Regions from separate parts of the Mus musculus genome. Here all the other regions are linked to region 3. A link is a contact called in public promoter capture Hi-C and targeted proximity ligation data. All regions are on one chromosome and are shown on one strand. The core of a region is the stretch at or near the end of the contact, and the rest is flanking DNA. Distances in the headings are between cores, read along the strand shown. Region 1 holds the start of Rps6kb2 (ribosomal protein S6 kinase, polypeptide 2). Region 2 holds the start of Snx32 (sorting nexin 32). Region 3 holds the start of Rbm4 (RNA binding motif protein 4).

Region 1 (4,059 bases), core at 1,206-3,705, 630 kb after region 3:
GCTGCTGCCTGGGCTGTGGGCTGCTGGATGGGGTTTTCAATGTGGAGCTCAAGATGACTGGGGCTGGGCCAAGGCTCATCGAGATTAACCCTCGAATGGGAGGCTTCTACCTTCGAGACTGGATCCTAGAGCTCTATGGTGTGGATTTGCTTCTGGCTTCTACAATGGTGGCCTGTGGCCTGCAGCCTGCCTTGCCTGCTCACCCTCGTGCCCGTGGCTACCTAGTGGGCATCATGTGCCTGGTGTCCCAGCACCTACAGCTGCTGAGTTCCCCGAGCAGTAGAGAGACTCTGCAAACCCTCCATGACCAGGGGCAATTACGACTCAACCTGCTGGAGGAGGCCCTGATACCTGGCCAGTATGAGGAGCCCTACTGCAATGTGGCCTGTGCTGGGCCCAGCCCTGCTGAGGCCTGTCACCGCCTGCTAGGCATCTGTCAGGGCTTGGGCATTGACAGGCCCAACTACCCTGTTGCCCATTTCCTGTCTCATTTCAAATAGCACTGGGGTCAAGGAGCAGCAGGGATGCAGTGCCAGGAGGAGGGGCCGTGGGGCTATATTTCCCTGTCCCTCTCTCTGTCACTTTGCCCCAACCCAGGGTCAGCATGCTACCACAACTCAGGCCTATTCCAGAACAGTAGAGCCATTGTGACACCAAAGTCTTCTGGATTCAAGGACCATAAAACAAGTATCTGGAATTTGCTGGGTCCTCTTGCCTTCCAGAAAGCCTCCATCTAGCCCCAGGTACCCCCAGGACTCCAGCCTTTAAAGAACTAACAAATAGCAGCTTCTTCACTGGCACATCAGTGCCCAGCCCAGATGGGGGTGGGTGAAACCCAGGCTCCTCCTCTCTTACCCCTCCACCGCCTAGGTCCAGCTCTTCCTGTCACCTACACAAGGAGAGAACCTTCACCAGCCCCTAGCCTTGGACAAAGGCCATGAAATGGGAGATTAGCACACTAGCCTTTATGCAAAACCCAGGACAGTTGTAGAGCCTGCTGAAAATGTCTGGCCGTGCTTCACTGTGTCTGTTGGCCTGAGCAGTAGAAGCAAATGTCTGTGCTCAGCACTAGGAGTAAACATTTCCCTTCATGCTTTCAGGCAGACCCTAGTGCCCCTATGTTACAGATGAGGAAGCAGGCTCAGAGAGAGAAAAAAAAAAAAAGACTGCCTCCAAGTTCCTATTATAGTGGATGTAGACAGAATGCCAAGGCCAACCTTCTCTGTTTACTGTTTTAAACGCTCAGTTAGCCTCCAGGTCCTCTCTCCTTTCTATCTTCATTTATAGGCAGCACTCAGACTCCTAAACACCTGCCTCCCATACACCACACACGATCTCTACCAGCTTTGTTGCTTTGGCCTCTGGCATTCCTAGCTAGCTTGGCCCTGGGACTTCTGTGTACACCTTTCCTCATTTTAGGGAGCTAGCTACTCTGAAAACACCTGTCTTTGCTCAGGAGCCGAGGACAGCTCCTGAAACCTGCCTACCTAAATAAAGACTTGTTAACTAGTGAAGTATCCGGAGTCCAGTGTTTTAGCTAGTGCTCCCCTCCCAGGTTCAGTAGGTGGGGAGCTGGGAAGTGGGAGGGAGAGGTAGAAAGCACCCCATTGGCTGGGCCCCAGGGTTGACCTTTGCTACGGGCTTACCTTATATCTACATGTATGTTTGAGATTTTTTTTTCTTGAATTATAATCCTAAATCATATTCAGGCAGTAATCCCTCTGCAGACCTGGATACCCCTAAATTTTGTTCATCTGAGTTCATATCCTATACCTCAGTGGGCATCCCGTGTGCAATGGAAAAGCTATCCAGACAGACTCCAATAGAAATGGACAGGCTTCGTTTGGGATCGAACCCCAGCAGTCACTTGCCATTTGTATGGCAAGTGATTTTACCCGCTGAACCATCTCGCCAGTTCTCATCCATCCTTTCAACTATATTCTATTAAAATATCTATTCTGAACTAGGCAGCTCAAATACTCGGTATGCATACATTAGCAAAAGTCCATATTTAGGTGTGTTGAGCCCTTCAGAAAGGGAGCCTTGAAACAAAGCCCAGGCAGTCGCCCAGAAAATGTCAGACCTGCAGGGTCTGTGAGCTTCAGGGAGGTTGTATGGAGTGTCCCTAATACAGCTTACTGTCCCCTAATACAACCGAACAGACACAAGTTTTCTTTCTGGGCAGCTCACAGCACTAAGAAGGGCTGAGGAGTTGCCACTTAAACGTTCATGCATCTGTAATTCTGCCCATTAAATCTTGAACTTGCTCCAGAGTCAAAATGGGAGCCTCTGTGCGCGCGGCTCGGGGCGAGAGCTGGCCCAGGAGAAACCGACAAGGAAGATGGTCTAGTAAAGCCTATTCTATTCATAAGGCTTGCAGGATGGGAGGTCCAGATGTCTGGAACTACGACTCCCGAGAGGCTTTCCGACAGGCGCCATCTTTTCTTCCCACTCGACTTGAGAGTGGGTGAAGCTATTGCGTCAACAGAGCGAGCGGCTGCTGTCGCGGAGAAATGACGTAGGCACAGCCCGGTGCTGTCAGTCAGAGTTCTGCCTGGTCCGGGCCAAGGGTCCCGCGGGACCGGCGGGGCCATGGCGGCCGTATTTGATTTAGACTTGGAGACCGAGGAAGGGAGCGAGGGCGAGGGCGAACCGGAGTTCAGCCCTGCGGTGAGTGTTTCTCTCCGGGCGCGACTGGACCCGGGAGCCCGGCTGGTTAACCAAAACCCTGGCGCTCCCAACTCTGAGTGGTTTGTGACCCCTACAAACCCAGATCCAGCCCCAACCCCAACCCCAGCCCCAGCCCCTGGACCCAATCTTTCCTTTTCTATCCTTGGTCTCTCCTTCCCAACCTTTCCCCATCCCTGCTCCTGTCTTCTATCCTTGGTCCTCTCCCCTGGGCCAAGCAGTTGAGCCTAGGTTGGGAGGAGGTATTCTGGCACCTCCCATGGTTCTTATTACTTGGTTTCTCACAGGACGTGTGTCCCCTTGGCGAATTAAGGGCTGCTGGCCTGGAGTGAGTGAGGGTCTTGCTTGGGGGGTGGGGGTATGGAGTAGGGGTCGGGACTTGGAGTACACTAGAGCCTTTCCCTCATTAACTTATTCTGTCTTTAGGACAGTGGGACACTATGAAGAAGTAGAGCTGACAGAGAGCAGCGTGAACCTGGGTCCTGAGCGCATCGGGCCCCACTGCTTTGAGCTACTGAGTGTACTGGGCAAGGGGGGCTATGGCAAGGTACTAACATCCCTCTCTCCCTGGCGACCTCAGCTCTAGCCTGAGACAGCATACTATCCTTCACACCCAATAGGCTTGTAAATGTACGGAGTCTCTGATGGAATTCAGAGCTGGAGACCTGGGGGAAGGAAGGGCATATCCTTTCAAAATCTGATGGAGATCTTTACTGTTCCACCCTTAAGCTGAGTTTAGACCTTTTGGTCCCTTTAGGGTGGGGCAACCTTGAAGGTGGGGTGTGGTCAGAGAAGTTAATCCTGTCTCCCCTGCCCTACAGGTGTTCCAGGTGAGAAAAGTGCAAGGCACCAACTTGGGAAAAATATATGCCATGAAGGTCTTAAGGAAGGTGAGTCACTCGCTTAGCCAGCAGAGACAGAGTAGCTGCCATCCCCATCAGCCTGTGCCAGGTCTCGGGAAGACAGCCGGAAACATGATAAAGACAGTCCTTATCTTGACACTTGCTGACTTAGCATCTATTGTCATACATACGATTTTGGAGTAATTCTTGGATGGAAGAAGCTGGCCTGCTAGGGCACATATGGCAAGCTTTGATTGTCAGGACTCATGAGGACAGGCAGTACTGTTGGCATTCTGTGAATAGAAGCCCAGGATGCAGCGCAACAGGAACCCACGACAAAGAATTGTGTGGCTCAGTGTGTCAGCAGGGTCAAGTTGAGCTGAACTTGGTAGGATACTGTGTAGTCTCAGGACTTGAATGGGTAAAGCCGGAGGATCTGAGTGGTGGTAGGCCAGCACACCAGGGGCTACATAATGATACCTTGTCTCAAAGAACACAAGAAAGTATCAAGGGTGAGAGACTGAGAGGA
Region 2 (4,151 bases), core at 450-2,949, 720 kb before region 3:
ATAGTCTCTTCCGAGGCACTTCCTGTTCTCGAGTGCTCTTTCAGTTGCACCTCAGCCGACTCCAACTCCTCAATATTTGACTCCAGTAGATCTTCAGTGGATCTTGAATTTTTATCACCAGTTCTCAGCTTCTCTCCACTGGATCTAAATTTCTCTCTACTCAACTTTGCCTTCTCTCTGATGGACCCCCGCCTCTCTCCACTGTCTGACACCTTCTCTCTGATGGACCCCCGCCTCTCTCCACTGTCTGACACCTTCTCTCTGATGGACCCCCGCCTCTCTCTAGTGTCTGAAATCTTCTCTCTGATGGATCCTCGCCTCTCTCCACTGTCTGACATCTTCTCTCTGATGGATCCTCGCCTCTCTCCACTGTCTGACATCTTCTCTCTGATGGATCCCCGCCTCTCTCCACTGTCTGATACCTTCTCTCTGATGGACCCCCGCCTCTGTCTACTCTCTGTCGCCTTCTCTCTAATGGATCCCCGCTTCTCTTCACTGTCCGTCTTCTCTCTGATAGACCCCCGCCTCTCTCTACTGTCCATTTTCTCTACAACAGACCCCCGCCTCTCTCTACTGTCCATTTTCTCTACAACAGACCCCCGCCTCTCTCTACTGTCCATTTTCTCTACAACAGACCCCCGCCTCTCCCTACTGTCCATTTTTTCAGCAGAAGACCTCCGCTTCTCTCCCCTGCCTACCACCTTGTCTCCAATGGGTACCCGTTTTTTCAAGTTCTCTCCACTAGACTCCAGTTCCTCATTCGGCCTCAGCTGATCCCCTCTGGACCTCAAGTCCCCTCCAGTGGTCCTCAACCTGTCCCTAGATTTCAAGTTTTCCCCACGCTCTGCAGTCATCTCTGCACTCGTAGTTACACCAGCTTTGAGTCTATCCTCCAACTCTCTCCAAATCTCTGGGCTGTCATACTCCAAACTTGCTCGAGCCTGCACCGCCCTTCTTACACTGCTCAGGAGCTTCGCGACCACTGCCTCCTGTTGCAGGCCCGATTTCTCTCTTGAGAACTTCTTCCCGGTGCCCTCCAGCTTCCAGTCCTCAGATTCCAACTTTGGGTTAGACTTTTGCACGTTTCTGTCCAAGAGTTCCACTCTCTTCCCAATCACGATGAGTCCATTCCAGGGTACCCACACCTTCTCTTTCTCTCTCACTTGCGCCTTCTTGCAGTGTGACTTCGGTGGCGATTTCCTTTGGTCCCCCCGAAGAATATGGGCGCGGGGTATCCGGGCCTTATTGCGTCCCCGCGGCTCCTTAAGCTGCTTACTCCGTACTTTCTGGCCCGGGTGTGAAAACTGGAACGGAAGCGCTTTCTCCACAGACATTGCAGCCTGCCCTCGTCCCTAGACCCCCTGACCCACTCGAGTTCCCCATTCCTCCCTACCCAAACCTCCCTCCCAACCCTCGCCCCCCCTCCGGACTCCCCGCCCCGCCCACCGCCTGGTGGCGCCAAGCTGCCCTAGTGCGCATGTGCGCCTCTGCTCGTGCCCGTTAGAAGAAGGCGGGTCCCGGAACGGCCGGATTCGTAGGGGTCCACCTGCGGGACTGACACGTGACCTCTACCCTCAGGCCCTGGCCTATCCTGGTCCGGCTTTCTGGTGCCGCTTAAATGCCCACGTAAGATTGATAGGCCTCAAAGCCAATAGAGGCTCATGTGGTAAAACTGCTGTCTAATCAGAAGGAGCAGCTGTGGGCAATGGGACCCACCCAGGGAGGCCGCAGCTAGTGTCAATGTCAGCTGATAGCATCCCTACAAGGTTCCCTCACCCAAGCTCTTGGAACGCGCAGGCCGTGGCTTGTCGTAGGATTCCTGTATATCCCAGCTAAGGAGCACCATGGAGGAGCAACATCAGGAAGCTGGAAATGAGAGTAAGGTAAAGGAAGGAAATAAAACGTCTTCCTACTCCACCTCACTTCATCATACCATACCAAGCAGGGAGAGAGATCTGAGCACGGGAATGCGGCGCTTCTAAGGCCCCTGCATAGGGCCAGGTTGAGGATGCAAAGATAATCAGGATTTTTGTCCCAGCCTGCATAGATGGAATCCCGCCTCTGCCCCCTCCCCCAAATCAACTCAGTACTGTCGTGATGGGGGAGAACAAGGCAGTCTGCAAGCGACTGAGAAGGGTGAGAGAGTCCTGTTGAGTTTACAGGCTCACCTGTGTATTCGTGCCTATATATTTGTAAGACCATCCATCCATTCTTCGTTTATTCCTCTCAGCCTCAGTCAGCAGTTATTGGGGAGCTTCATTGTTTTGGATTGCATCAACTCTCACTTGAGGTAGGAGTGTAGTGAGCTGGGACAGAGATAGGGGATGGAGCTGCTGTGCTGTGTTCTGAAAGTCACATCTCTGTCAAGCAGAGTGGGTGAGAGTAGAGATAGACATCAAGAAGAAAACCAAGGACAAGGGGTCCTGCTGCAGCAAAGAGCTAGTCTGCCTGTGTTTGAAGGGGGGGAGTGAGGGCAGAAAGCCTGCCTTGGTAGTGTCACACAATCCAAGAAGTGGCATTTGGGATTCAAATGGAATTTGGAGGGCTGGCCATGGCTTTCTGTTTATACATGTTCATATAGAAATGTATATAAATAGCCAGGCATGGTGAGACACACCTTTAATCCTGGAATTTCAGCGGTAGAAGCAGAGGCAGAAACAGGAAGACCTTTATGAGTTCAAGGCCAGCTTGGTCTACATAGAGTGTTATAGGCAAGCCAGGGCTATATAGTGAGATCCTGTCTCAATAGTAAAAGGATGTATATATGTACATATGCCGTGTGTGTGTGTGTGTGTGTGTGTGTGTGTGTGTATGCTTAGAACATGTTTATAAAGTGATTAGAAGCCAGATATAATCCCAGCACTTATGAGGGTGGGGCAGGAGGATAACCACGAGTTTAAGGCCTGCTGGAACTACAGTGTGAGAGTTTGTCATAAATACATAAATTTATTTTTTAAAAGATTTATTTATTTTATGTTTATAAGTATACTGTAGCTGTACTTGTGGTTGTGAGGCATCATGTGGTTTCTGGGAATTGAACTCAGGACTTCTGCTCACTCTGGCCCCGCTTGCTCCGGCCTCACTCGCTCTGATCCAAAGATTTATTTATTATTATATGTAAGTGCACTGTAGCTGTCTTCAGACACACCTGAAGAGGGCATCAGTTCTCATTATGGATGGTTGTGAGCCACCATGGCGTTGCTGGGATTTGAACTCAGGACCTCTGGAAGAGCAGTCAGTGCTCTTAACCTCTGAGCCATCTCTCCAGCCCCATAAATTTATTTATTAGAACAATGCCTAATATATTATAAGGCCAAATATAAATATTACCTACTGGTATTGTTGTGGGTGCTATTCCTGAGTGGGTACTGAGAATGCGTTCTGAAAGTTGAATTATTAAACTGATGAATGTGCCCAGATTTGTACAGGCAATATTTTCTGAAAATTCTTTTTAATATTCATTCTCTAGATTAAATACTGCCTTCACAAAAGATCTTTCAATTTCAAAGGCAAAGCTGGAGAGATTGCCCAGTCCTTAGGTGCTCTTGCGACTCTTGTAAAGGACCTGAGTTTGGTTCTCAGCACCCAAATTAGGAATCTCTGAACTGCCTGTAGCTCCAGCTACTGGGGCTCTGATGCCAGGGCTATACAGAGAAATCCTGTCTCAGAAAAGAAGGAGTGGGGGGGGGGGGAGAGGAGGAGGAGGAGATGGTAATCCCCTGATCTGACTGTTTCTATTATATGCATATTCCAAATTATCATCACTGTACCTAAAAATATGTACAAATGTGTCAACTCAAAGAAACTAGAAAAGATATTTCTGGCCAGTGAGATGGCTCTTTGGGTCAAGGCCTTGCCACCAAGCCTGACAACCTAAGTTTGATCCCAAGACCAACATGATAGAAGGAGAGACTCCTACCAGTTGTCCTCTGGTCTCCATATACTACCATGACACACTTGTGCCCGCACACATATGCACACAAACAAAAACAATAAAAAAAAAGAGAGATCTTGCCTTGCCTGCCTCAAGGTATTTAGCTCGGGCACATCTACATTTAGAGATAACTTGGAGAGGTTTCCCACCGCACATTCAGTTCCTATAAGCAAGTCAGCAAATGCTTGCTTCATACTTGATAAAGTTACAGTTGTTT
Region 3 (3,999 bases), core at 1,023-3,522:
ATTTTTTGCCATGTTGCTGGGGAACAAACCCAGGTCCTTGCTAGGCAGGACCTTTTCAACCAGCAGCATATCTATGTTAGTGAAAATTCAGTCCCTTCCTTATGGTTATCAAAAAGTTATCTCATACATGAGTTTCTTAGTTAACAAGTATTTGAGTGTCTTTCATGTTATCAGGGTAGTTCCAACATTGAGGCCATATAATATAGGAAGTGAACAAGATAGAGTTTCAAGTGATAGTATATTATTTGTGAAAGTAAATAGTTATAAGTCATGCCTTTAGATGGATTGGCCAGTAAAAAATCTGAAGAAAGAATAATGTATTCTTTTTTTTTTTTTTTTTTCGAGACAGGGTCTCTCTGTGTAGCCCTGGCTGTCCTGGAACTCATTCTGTAGACCAGGCTGGCTTGGAACTTGGAAATCCGCCTGCCTCTGCCTCCCAAGTGCTGGGATTAAAGGTGTGCGCCAACAGGCCTGGCCTGAATAATGTATTCTGAATAGGTAGAGACAATAAAGCCAGTCTATCTGGAGGGCTGGTAATAACTAAGGAGACTGGATGGGTAGGTTTGTTAGACCACGAAGCTTGGATCCCCGTCCCCGGTTTTTCCTTTAGACCAAGTCACACTATATAGGCCTGGCAAGCTTGGGACTTGCTGTATAGACCGTCTGGCATTTAACTCCAGCGGTGGTATTGTCTGGAGACTATTTCCACTTGGGGATTGGTCACAGGGTGAGGGCTGTCTGTCTGTCTGCACACTGTGGGGATAGTGGTTCCCTTGGCTTGTTAGCAGGCTCTTCCCCTTCAGACCGGGAGCCAGTCCAGTTTAGTGGAGTGAATTGGTCTTGTTTGCTACTGTAACCCCAACCTCCAGGAATTTTGGCATAAGAAAGATGATTAAACTGAGAGAAAATGATTTCTATACCCTATGCATTTCTGGGTGCATATTGAGATGTGGCTGTGCATTTTAGATCCCCTCTGAAAGGGCCTGTGCAGGACAGCAGAACTTGTATTACAGATCTCAGGTGGCTTTTACTCAGTCTCAGGTGCTGCAGAATGAAGCCATGGCCATATTTAATGTCATATTGTTACTTTTTAAGGGGCCTATTTCCTAGCCTTAAATTATAGACTAATTTTCTGCTATAGAATCCAGTAGCTTATTTTCTGTCTCTGCCTTTTGTTTGACTTTTTCTTTCTTTTGTGGCAGTTTTGGGAGGTAGTATGCTCTATTTGTTATTTTACTCCCAATCATCCTGTTCTCATGAAGTTCCCCCTGCTTTCTGCCTGTTCACCTTTAAGTTCTCCATTCAGCACCTTTCCCGGTTATCTCCATCTTAAGAAGCTGCGTTGCAGAGGGTCATGACTAAAGTTGCTTGCTCAATGAGTATGGGATTATGTGAAGCAGCCAGTGGGTGAGAAAAATGTGATGAGGGAATTTGGACCCTGTGAAGAATGTTCGTTTGTACTTGTTTACAGCTGATTGTCACAAGCCTTTTTTCCAAGGTCAGTTTTAGGGAATTTAAACTTAGTTTTGGCTAATGGAGCCCAATAAAACCAAACAAAATCAAAAATTGCTGTTCCCGTTTTTTGTTTTGTTTTTTGTTTCTTCTCTTGGCGGGGTGAAGTTGGGGTGGGATGGGGTGTCGATTTTCAATCTCTGTTTTTCACACCTTTTGGGGAGGTGGGAGGCTGTTTCCTAAAGGGAACCTTAACCCCTGTGTCTCCTACGTCTCTGACCACCCTATTGTCTGGGCCATTGAACTGTTATCGAAGCTGGATCCACTGACTGTTTTAGAGTTTTAAAATTACATAAAGATACTTATAATTTTGGTAACTTGAGACTCAGAAGGACTACATTGGAAAGTGGGGGTTGCTTTTTAAGTAGGGGCGGGAGCTTGGCTATCGCCGGGAGGTCTGGGTAGGTTGACTGATGCAATATCCACGTTGCGGGGCGTGGTGACGCTCAGCTAGGGACCGGTGCGGAATTGTGGTGACAGAACTTGAATTTTGTCAGGATGTGCACGTGTAAGTGACAAAATGTGAAAGCTTAACAAAGTTGGGAGCCACGAAGCTACAGGTTGCCCCACTGACGCACGGCACCTTGTTCATTCTGCCTAATGGCTGGCCGCGCTTTGAAGAATTCCGCGTTTCTAGCTCCACCTTCAGATGGACCTCTTGCCCAATCAGTGGCTTCAGTTTCACTAGGCTGGGTGCTCATTGGCTTTCATATAAAAGGTCCAGGTTACTGACGTTTCCACCTCTTCCTGGCCTCTCAGGTAATTGGCGTTCCGGGTAACCAATCAGGAAGAGGATCTCCGGGAACGCCAGCCTTTTACTTTACCGAACGGCCAATCCGGTGGGTAGGTTCACCCCTCTTTCTACCCAGAGTCACTGCTGTGGCCGCCGCCATTTTAGCGTTTTGTCAGAACCGTCCGCGCTGCAAGGAGGAGGACCTGCAGGTATCCATGCGGTGAGATACTCCACGTTCTTCCACTGTGTTCTTTTCTCTGTTAAAAAAACTTACCTGACTCCGGTGGGTGTCAGGGTTGGCATAGTGGGGTTGCGGTCTGCGCACCCGTCCCTGAGAGCCGACATCGGTCCTCGACTTAGTGCGGTAAGCCTGAAACAACCTTCCTCCAAGTCCTCGTTCTCTACTCCCGGAATAGCTTTCTTTTGTCCACCTTACCCTCTGCTTTGCTCAATCTTCTTTGGGGTTTCCACCTAGATAAATCTTAGATTTAGGCTGGAGAATCTGTCATGCCCTGGGCATTGTTGGCTTCCTCACCAAACTGTAGCACCAGTCTTTGACCAGTTCTTCTGTAGGAGCCTGTAATGACATGCCCCACCCCCACCCCCACCCCAGAGGACTCCTCCTACTCGGGCATTTTCTATATTTCCCTGCTTTTTATCTGGTTGATCCCGGAACTCACTACTCCGAGTGAAATTCCCACTTTTCCGGAAATGGTTGCTAAGAGAGGAAGAGCTAATTTGAAGTAATTATAATTAGCAAGTCTAGTAGTTAGAATCTTGTTTTCAAATGTCAAAGTGAGTAGCTCTCAGTACCTGTAGCATTTTTTTTATTTATGCTGAAAACTTAGAGCGTTATTCCTTTGTCTGGGGCAGGGGAAGTGTAACTCAGTGGCGGAATACTTGCCTATAATGTACCGTGCTGTAGGTTGGAGCCACACCGCAAAATCCCCTTTGTCTACAAAAGTCTGCCTTGTTACATTTTTCCTCTTTATAGAACTTCTTGTGAGAAATAGAAGCAGGCTCTTGTTGAACTCCACATTTGTTACTGATTGGAGATGTAAGAGCATGCCTGTAGGAGAAAACTTTTGGGACTATGTGCTAAAGTGAAAGGAGATGATGGGAGCCATTTATTTATTTGATTTTTTTTTTCCCTTTTTTTAACAGTTGCTATGGACTTGAGGTCTTCTCCTAAAAATCTTGTTTCTCTACTTGCAGGCTGTGTGGAGATGGTGAAGCTGTTCATTGGAAATCTGCCCCGGGAGGCCACAGAGCAGGAGATCCGCTCACTCTTCGAGCAGTACGGGAAGGTGCTGGAATGTGACATCATTAAGAATTATGGCTTTGTGCACATAGAGGACAAGACGGCCGCTGAGGATGCCATACGCAACCTGCACCACTACAAGCTGCACGGAGTGAACATCAATGTGGAAGCCAGCAAGAATAAGAGCAAAGCTTCAACCAAGTTACACGTGGGCAACATCAGCCCCACTTGTACCAACCAAGAGCTTCGGGCCAAGTTTGAGGAGTACGGCCCAGTCATCGAATGTGACATCGTGAAAGATTATGCCTTTGTACACATGGAGCGGGCAGAGGATGCGGTGGAGGCCATCAGGGGCCTCGACAACACAGAGTTTCAAGGTGAATCACTCTTTTGGAGTGCTCAGTACAAGGCTGTTAGGAATGAATTGGTTGAGAAAAGGAAGGCATTGGGATGGAAGGATTTTGCTGGCTGATGAAGGATCAGTGATACACTT

Evidence for each region. Promoter capture Hi-C pulls out the DNA fragments that hold promoters and counts their contacts.
Region 1: a promoter capture Hi-C map of erythroid cells shows a contact between it and region 3, with 7 times the contacts expected there. A contact is called at or near these places in 2 of 39 promoter capture datasets (the SN4741 cell line and erythroid cells), 1 of 484 Hi-C or Micro-C datasets (neural progenitor cells) and 1 of 130 datasets of targeted methods (extraembryonic endoderm stem cells).
Region 2: a targeted proximity ligation map of bone marrow-derived macrophages shows a contact between it and region 3, with 6 times the contacts expected there. A contact is called at or near these places in 1 of 130 datasets of targeted methods (bone marrow-derived macrophages) and 1 of 9 other capture datasets (pancreatic islet).

Annotation. Positions count from the first base shown.
Region 1 is chr19:4,161,779-4,165,837 of GRCm38.p6, reverse strand. It overlaps Rps6kb2 (ribosomal protein S6 kinase, polypeptide 2), which reads left to right and starts at 2,455. Exons shown (of 15, transcript NM_021485.3): 1 at 2,455-2,670; 2 at 2,976-3,016; 3 at 3,115-3,235; 4 at 3,510-3,578. The coding sequence starts at 2,593. Carns1 (carnosine synthase 1) reads left to right here. Exons shown (of 10, transcript NM_134148.2): 10 at 1-1,514. The coding sequence ends at 500.
Region 2 is chr19:5,508,065-5,512,215 of GRCm38.p6, reverse strand. Snx32 (sorting nexin 32) reads left to right here and starts at 1,699. Exons shown (of 13, transcript NM_001024560.3): 1 at 1,699-1,883. The coding sequence starts at 1,845. It also overlaps the pseudogene Gm31166.
Region 3 is chr19:4,792,282-4,796,280 of GRCm38.p6, reverse strand. Rbm4 (RNA binding motif protein 4) reads left to right here and starts at 2,272. Exons shown (of 4, transcript NM_001290122.1): 1 at 2,272-2,465; 2 at 3,461-3,883. The coding sequence starts at 3,472. It overlaps Gm21992 (predicted gene 21992), which reads left to right. Exons shown (of 3, transcript NR_157185.1): 2 at 2,272-2,465.